Linked DNA regions of Mus musculus: region 1 is linked to region 2. Evidence: chromatin contacts called from public Hi-C data. All regions are on one chromosome and are shown on one strand. Each heading gives the region's core, a stretch centred on a gene start, on an enhancer-like site or on the middle of the called end of the contact. The rest is flanking DNA. Distances are from core to core; before and after follow the strand shown.

The links. Hi-C and Micro-C count contacts between places; a contact is called where the count stands out from the background.
Region 1: a Hi-C map of uterus shows a contact between it and region 2. The contact joins two enhancer-like sites. A contact is called at or near these places in 1 of 15 datasets of contacts at CTCF or cohesin (the NIH/3T3 cell line), 9 of 484 Hi-C or Micro-C datasets (the C2C12 cell line, epidermal suprabasal cells, muscle stem cells and 3 more) and 5 of 115 datasets of contacts at active chromatin or transcription factors (the NIH/3T3 cell line, embryonic fibroblasts, fibro-adipogenic progenitors and 2 more).

What each region holds. Positions count from the first base shown.
Region 1 is chr17:14,621,391-14,625,947 of GRCm38.p6, forward strand. No RefSeq gene overlaps it. Among named protein-coding and RNA genes, the nearest start is that of Thbs2, 71 kb to the right of the region's middle. Within about 2 kb of position 3,246, at least 18 of the 459 cell types and tissues checked have an H3K27ac peak or open chromatin away from gene starts, as enhancers often do. A contact at or near this core is called in uterus, where this site is marked.
Region 2 is chr17:14,549,083-14,553,407 of GRCm38.p6, forward strand. No RefSeq gene overlaps it. Among named protein-coding and RNA genes, the nearest start is that of Gm34916, 29 kb to the left of the region's middle. Within about 2 kb of position 2,734, at least 13 of the 459 cell types and tissues checked have an H3K27ac peak or open chromatin away from gene starts, as enhancers often do. A contact at or near this core is called in uterus, where this site is marked.

The sequences.
Region 1 (4,557 bases), core at 1,996-4,495, 73 kb after region 2:
CCCCATAGGAGGAACAAAAATATGAACCAACCAGCACCCTCAGAGTTCCCAGGGACTAAACCACCAACCGCTGTGTCAGTGTCCCTGCAGTGATTGACAGGAGTGGAGCAGGCTGGGAGCTGGAGACACAAAGGGGTTAGACAGAGGGTGAGTTGAGTTGTTGAATGGCCGGTTGAGGAGTTTCTTGTTGATTCTCTAAGCAAGGTATGTAGGGATTTACCAAGAGACAGGAGAGGATAGCTGAGAATTGGGCAGGCTGAAACAGGGAAGGCTGCGCATGGGATGGCCTGGCGTGGGGTCATGGGTGACAGAAGAGAACAGAAGAGAAGGGATAGGAAGGAGTCCACCAACCAGGCTCTCCTAGCTCTATGCTAACAATCAATCTATGGAAGCTCGGCTTCCTAGCTAAGACTGGGAGACAGCTCATAGCCAGACCAGGCAGGTACTTTGGACATTTTTGCAATTAGGTAGTTGAGTGCTGGTCCCAAGCTTGTTTCCTCATTTATATTCTGCATAGGATCTCAGGCCATGAGACAGGGTCTCCCCTAAATGTACAGAGGTTTGACTCTAGATCCTGTCCAGACATATGATTGACAACAATGATCATCACAGCTTTTATGTGACTTTAAAGTTAATCCCTTCTCAAAAGGTCTTTTCTCTCCTCTCTTTGCCTTCCCACCAACTCCCTAAAACATTTTAAGTTGAATCGGAATATAATGACGTGTATGCAAATATACTATATACATTCTTTGTAAATGTCTGTTGTATTATATTAAGTCAGACACTAGTAAAACATGTATTAATATTCAGGTATTTGTGCTTTATTAAACATGTATCCAACTAAAAATAAATTAGAAAAATTGGAGAACTCTGTATCAGATTCTTACATTTGCACCTAAGCTTGTGGTGTTTAAAATCTACACTCGGGATTTGGAGAGATGGCTCCTTACTCTTGTCCTAGCAGATCTTTGTTTAGTTCCCAGGGGATCTGCTCTCCTCTTCCAGCCACCACAGGCAACTGCCCTCATGTGCACAGATCCCCATCAGATGCACATAATTATAAACAAATAAATCTTTCAAAAAGAAAAGCTACACATAAACTGTTTCTTTAAGATGTAGTTTCTTGGTGTGCTTACAACTGATTGTGTATAATTGCAAGGAGGAGTATTAGATTCTGTCATGGGTGAGCCCCTTACGGGTTTTTCAATACAAGGCGGTTACCTTGAAACCATACATAAATAAACAACAAAAATTTATTCAGCAGGTTGTGTATGTATGTGTATATATATATATGTACAAATACATATATACACATATATGCTTATATGTATTATACACATATGTACAAATATAGAAGTATGTATGTGTGTGTGTGTATATATATATATATATATATATATATATATATATATATACCTGTATGCATATATGTGTGTATGTATACATATATGTATTTGTGCACACATATATACACATATAAATATGTAACAATAATAAAGAAAAATAATCTGCTAATTTGAAGGGAGGAACATCAGAGGGATTAAAAAGAAGGGTGTGGAGGAGGATGGAGAGACAGAAGAGAAGGAAGGTGATGATGTAATTCTATTTCAATTAAAAATCTATTTATAGAAAAGAAATACATAACAGTTAACATGTAGAGGCTCTCACGCAACAGTAGTTCCGACAGCCATGCCTATATCTGCTGTTGCTGACTGTAGGACTTGAGAGGTGCACACAAGGAGGAGGACACAGAGAAGCCCCTCTTTTCCTTGTCAGCCTCTGGGTTGACTGATGCCATTGCTCTCTTCCTCAGAGCCTCAGTCTTACAACAAAACCATGGAGCAATTGTTCCTGCAGGTGTTCATGGTGCGTGAGGCTCAAGTGCTGATGGGCTGAGCCAAGACGGATTTCACTTGTTCTGATTCCCAAAGGTTCTGCAGACTGGGCTACTTTTATGGTTTGACTCTTAAAGATCTCCAGGTCCTGGGGCTCTGTCCCTGGTCCCTTTTTGACCTTGACATCTGGCTGATTACTTTTCTCAATGCTCTGATGTTGTTGTTTGTTTGTGCGACTTTGTCAAATGAGACCAACATCCAAAGCATTCTCTCTCCCGAACAAGCCACCAGCATCCTGTCTTCTGAGAACACTCTGGCAGCATCCTGTTTTCTGCCTCTCCAGCTGCAAGGACAGGCCCAAGTGTCCCATGTCCCTGTGCTTTGTCTTGGGTGCTGCTCTATCAGAGTGTCATGTGACTCTGTAGCAGGCGGATTGCTTCTCAATTCCCAGCCTCAGTTCTTCTCCCTCCCGCTTTCTTGGACCCTGGATTCTAAGGTTGCATTTGTGTCGAGAAACTAAACTTATCTCTATGTTGGAAGCAGGAGCGAAGGTTACTTTGTGAGAGCTCTAATCTCTCCAAATATAGTAAATTTGGATGGCTAAAGTTTGTTTTGTACTAATGTTTCATATGTTTTAGGTTCATGTGGTCTCTGCTCCTCATAGACATGCCCTACATGGTCAACAGATTAACCATTTGGTTTCTGGTATTTATCACATTGGAAGGGAGAGAGTTCTTGGCTGCTTCATCCTACTGCTAAAACTCTGACAAGAACTAGAACAGAGTCTAGCTAAATAGGGCCAGATCACATGTCAGAAGCTGGGTAGTGTGAGCAGCTAAAAGAAGCATTGATGCTTACCACCCCTCTGAAAACTGTCATGCCCTGACTCTTCAATGACAGCCATGTTAGATTTTCCACTAAAATCACCCCAAAAAGGACTGGACAACTTTTTCATTCATTAGGAATGATGAAGGAGAAACAACCAAAATTTCTAGAGGGATGAAAAAGGCATCTGTATTTTATACTGTCAGTTTATTATTACCTGATGACCACTCTGTCCCCACACTGTCTGGCACAGGACACATGTCCTTAAGCACTTGTCTGTGAATGATCATGTGACTGTAGGTCAGGAAGGAAGATGCTCCAAGAGACTCACTACAATTGGCTTATGTGCTTCTGTGTGTTATGTGCTGAAAATGTTTTTCTTTAGACAGGCCAAAAAAGCAGGTACCTGGAAGAATCTACAAAGAGCAGAAACAGCCTCCTTTAAGGTTTTTAATAAATTCATCAGATATTAAAATGTTGCCAGGAGGAAACAATGGTGTGGCGGATGGAGAGAGGGAACAGAGCAGAAAGCCACGGCTGTGTCTAATTACTGACTGGAAGAAAGGGAGACCGGAAAGCTGCAAAGCAGCCTGTGGACCTGCTCCGGAATCCCAGCAGAGCCTGCTCCTGCTCCACTCTCCTCTTCCCACTCAGCACGGTGAAAAAGGAACATTCCTCTAGAAACAAACAAACGAAAGGAACTTTATAGGAAATGGGAAACATGGAATTCAAACGATCCTTCCTGTTGTCCCTAATAAAGGAGCATGGAGCGAGAATTTCCACTGTGGAGCTGGTGCTCAGCATTTTTCTAAACCCGCGTTTTCTGTGGGGTTGCTGTGTAAACATAAGTATCCGCCACCCTTTCTCTGAGCTCCTCCGTCTGGCTCCCATACAAAACAATGATAGTGTGAGCAACTTTGTTTGAATCTTCTGTAGCTTTCAGGGCCCTGGAGAATTTATTAAAAACACATTTAAAAAGATGGATATTAATTTTGCTTTTGAAAGATTTGTGAGAAATTTTTGATTTTTGTTTGTAATGGATCATCAAAAATGAGGATTCGTGTGTGTGTGTGTGTGTGTGTTGACCTTTATTTTGCTTTACAGCATTTCAGCATTCTGAAAATGTAATACAAATTAAGATTTTCTTTAAAAAAATTTATTTCATCAGCATAAAATTATTTCTAGGCTGTATTTGTTTCACTGCAAAAATAACTTCAAGAAAATTTTCAATAAAATACTGACAGTCATAACATTTTCCCAGAAGTTGTTCCTGGAGCATAACATTTTCCCAGAAGTTGTTCCTGGATTCACAAATCCAGGAATTGTGAATGCTAGGAGACTGGGCATTCTGTGAGTCTACTGTGGGCTAGCTTTCAGGCAGAGCTCCACATCCCTGGGTCCAAGAGGTAAGTCGCAAGCCATGTCCCATGGTTCTTATTCACAGGAACAACTGACAGAGGAAATAGCAGAAGAAACTCTGAGGCCCAGCAGTGTTGAGCAAGGTGACATTAAAAAATTAGCTATGCCACTTATAGGGACATTTCAAGGACTCCACTAATTCCAATGAATTCTAAATCTGCTTCAAAACCTCTCTACAGAGGTTTTGAGTACTGAGATAAGTATAAATAATTCCAACTAACTATAAATGCTATATATACATTTTTCATCTTTCAACACTGAGACTTCCCTGAACCAAACAGCCAGGCATAGACTGTGTGATCTCATAAATGCCCTGTTAGAATCCCAGCTCACGGGAGGCAGAGGCAGGTGGAGTTCCAGGTCTACAGAGTGAGTTCCAGGACAGCCAGGACTACACAGAGAAACCCTGTCTCGAAAAAAAAAAACAAAAACAAAAAACAAAACACACACACACACACACACACACACACACACACAC
Region 2 (4,325 bases), core at 1,484-3,983:
AACAAAAGCTTCCTTAAAAAATAAATTCAAGCCTTAGGGCATGAAGACAGCATACAAAAAGCCTTTTATCTCTGGACTGGAGTTAGCTCAGCAGTTAAGACGCAGTACGACTACAAAGGACAGGAGCTAAGTTCCCAGCACTCAGGCAGCAGCTGTAACTCCAGGTCCGGGGAATCTGGTGCCTTCAGGCCTTTTCAGGAATTTGTATTCATGTGCACATAGCCACACTTACACACACACACACACACACACACACAATTGCAAAAAAAAAAAAATCTTCTCTCTCTGTTGATATTGACCTATCCGAGAAAAGGAACCAGAGAAGAATCCCACTTAGAATAGATTCAGAAAGCCCCACCCAGGAAGAAGTCTAAACCAAGAGGTAAAAATTCTCTATAATTAAAACTTTAAACACTGATTAAAGAATGTGAAGCACACACACACACACACACACACACACACACACACACACACTGCAGAAAGCGTTCTATGTTCACTAATGGGAAGAATCAATGATACTCAAATGTCTCTGCTACTCAAAACAATTATAGATTCAGTGCTTCTTCTTCCAGTAGGATAGTCACCACAGAGCAGCACAAAGAAGCCTGTATTCATAGTCAGATGAACACACACCAGGGAAGAAAAGCCAGGACGACATAAGCAAAGCAGGGAATATCATGTCACCCGAATTCAAAGTAATCTATAGAGCTACTTGTGTTTGTGTGTTGTGTGAGTGTGTGTGTTTGTATATGTGTGTGTGTGACTATGTGTATGTTGTGTGTGTTTGTGGGTGTGTGTATGTATATAAATGTACATGTATATGAGTGTGTGTATGTATGTATGTGTGTATATATAATTATGTGTGAGTATGTATATGTATATGAGTATATTATGAGTATGTATGTGTGTGTGTTGTGAATGTGCAGGCCAGAGATCTACATCTCTATTGCTCTCCACCTTGTTCTTTGAGACAGGGTCTCTTCATTGACCTGAGTTTTATGATTTGACTAGATTAGCTAGTCAGTAAGCTATAGGGCCCCACTCATCTCTGACCCAGCCCGGTGTTGTCCCATGCAGATGTGATGTGGGCTCTGAGGAGTCAGGCTCAGGTGCCTGCGCTTGAGCAGCGTCTCACACACAGCTTTCGGTAGTTTGAGGAACCAGGATTTATAACTTTTAAAGACTTGGTAAAAACTGAAAGCAAATTCAGAAGATTCACACAAATTATATAAATTCACATTTCTATGGAGCTGTGATACATAGACTTTCTTACCAGAGTTCACTAAAGAATTTCCAGGATATATAAAAAATTCTAAAATTACAGCTGCCATTATATTTTAGGGGAAATTAATATTTTGGTAGTTTTATTTCAATATAATTCATATACCATACAAGCCAGTGGTTTTTAGTACAGTCTGTGTTATGCAACTGCAGGATAATTTTAGAACATTTTGTTCTAAAACAAACCCATACCTACGAACAGTCTGTCCATTTTGCCAGCCACATCCCTTCCACCCCATCCAACCCTTGGCAGCCACCATTTACTGGAGACTCTATGAGCTGGCAGAGTCTAGACATTTCATACTAAAGGAATCATGCAATGTGTGGTCTTCTTATCCTTTCAAAAAAATCTGTATTTGGTCTAGATAGGTATCTAACTGAATTTATGGAATATTTTTCTACATTAACTTTATTATAAACAAAACAAAACAAAACAAAACTTGGAGATAAAAAAAAAACCCACAGGCTGAAATTAACCATACCCAAAGTCTGCCCATTTTCATGAACTTCTATACAGTTAGAATAGCCCCCTTGAGGCTGTGGACCTTCACATTCAAGTTTACACGTTCACTGTCAGATATGTATATGTATATGTGTATGTGTATGTGTATGTGTATGTGTATGTATATATATTCTGTGTGTTTATATACCACGGAGCCCGAAAGACTCCACAGAAAAACAATTAGCTTTATATACTATTTTAGACCTCCTGTCCCTGACTTACATTCAGGTAATGAGGTGTCTTTCTTATCCCATATTTAGCCCTTTTATTCTCTTTCCTTCAAGTTACAGACCTTTCCACAGGCATTGCCTAAAACCAAAGGGAAGAAACACAGAACCACATACAAATTTGTTTACATATGTTACATATGTTAAATATGTTACATATGTACATTTCATATTGACTGGATTCTTTATATGAGAAAGAATGTTGACTTTTATTTCTGAGAGTCTGTAAATCTTTAAAATAGCTTTTAAGAAAAAAAAACCTTACTCCTTATGAGATTATAATATTAATATAACACTTGGCCAAAAATACGTCTGACCATAAACAAATTTCTTTGAAAAATCTAGCTGTTGAGAATAGACATACCTTGCCTAAGAGGAGAAGTAAAATTAAGGTGAAGAAACATGAGTTAACCCTCTCGATGGGTAGATGCGAAAGCAGAGGGTCATACATAAAAGACTATCAAGTCTGGACACAGGAAGGATTTTGAAAGTGACTTGTAATACTGGTGAAGTTTACACATGGAACAAAGTTAGATTTTTATGAGCCCAGTTGAACTCCTCTGGTGCCTGCCAGGCCTGAGGAAGCTCTGGGGCTGGTGCCACAGGCCTCTACCCCTTCTTCCAGCACAGTCTTCAAGGCCTCTCAGCATTTTCCTTACTGCTAAAGCAAACAGAGTGCGCTACCCTCACTTCCAAACTGGCAAGTCTATGTTCCAGCTCTCTTTGCACCAGGCCTCAGGAAGTCTAGCTACAGAGGGGTGTGGTGAGCATCCTGGCCCTCAGCAGACTGGGGATTTAACCCTCCACTTGCTCTTGAATCCCAGACAAGTCGTTTCGGTTTTCTGACCCTCAGATTCCTCGTTTATGAAACACAAGCAAAAAAAAAAAAAAAAAAAAAATCAAAACTTTCTTTCTTGTTCTAATGATTAATTAACGTGTCCAACTGCATAGTCTGAGGTCTGGCCAGCCGTGGATCCCTGCAAATGTTGCTTGGAGTACTTCCCAGAGAAGATTTTTAGACAAAGATAATCAAAGAAATGATTTAAGCAAACTTACCTATGACTTCTGCAGGCGGTCCCAAGCATGTCTGTTTTCTCTCCGGACTGCTCTTCAGGTGAGCGGTGAATCTTTCTTAGTCCTCCTCTGTTGGCAGTGAGAAGCCACTTACATGAGCCCTGGCCTCTCTGTGGCTCTTGGAGCAGTGCCCTTTCACCCCTGTACTCTGAAAATCAACTGCTCAGGGCTCCTTACACCCTCTTTGGGCTGTTTTCACGCTCATCTTGGAGTGCAGTGTCCTGGAGCACAGAGCAAGAAATTGATCAGAAAGCAAAGAATGGAGTTTTTACAATGGAACCAAACATCCCTCTTTACCAAGACAAGGACCCCACAGAGACCTGGGGTGGAGGGAAAGGCCCTCTCTAGCATCTTTACAGTTTTGTGCTCCTCGAGGCCTGGATGCCAGGAGGGTGTGTTCTTTCTATGGAGGCAGGGTCCTGATAACTCAGGCAGGCTGGAACTCAGCCCTACATCCATGATGTGGCCTGCCTTTCTGGCACCACTATCTCGTGGATGTGGAGAGGCCCCTCAGAGCATCTTAAACTTGTGCCTATTTTCGTAGCCTTTAATCGGAGAATCCTTTCATAATTGAAGTAGAAGCCTTTTTGTGTAGGTATATGCTTTCCAAATCCTTCTTCCTGGTTCCCAGCCTGTAGTTTTCATTCCGCAGTTCAACAATAATTGGCTTCTGATAAGCACGCGTACCTCATCTAGGGTAAGGATTGTGCTTTGCTCTCAAACTTTAAATATCTTTATCTAATTTCAGTTCCAGTCTCTCTGATTTCTAATGGAATCTTAGACTCTCTTTTTATTTTCTGTGATATCTATGATCTATTTTGAATTCAGTTTCCTGCAGTATAACATACAGAAGGATAAAATTATGAAGAAATCAAATTATTCTGGTGCTTTTTGCTGAAAGATCCAATTTTCCCCTCCACTGACTTATCCTTCTGTCTTTGCTGAAATCAATAGACCACACATGTAGATCCCTGCTGGCTGGTGCCTCTCGTTCTGCAATCTATTTGCTTATGTTCAGTCAGCACACTGCCTCGCCTCTGACCAACAGTAAGTTGTGAAGCCGTGCACCGTGACTCTCCCTACTGAAAGTTCATTTTTAGCAATCTAGATGCTTTACATTTCCAACTGAATTTTAGGATCCAGTTTTCAACTTCTTAAAAAAAAATCCAGAACCAAAAGCCTGCCAAGATTTTGGTTGATGTGGCTCTGGCTCTGCAGAGAAACTTGGAACCTTGCCCACA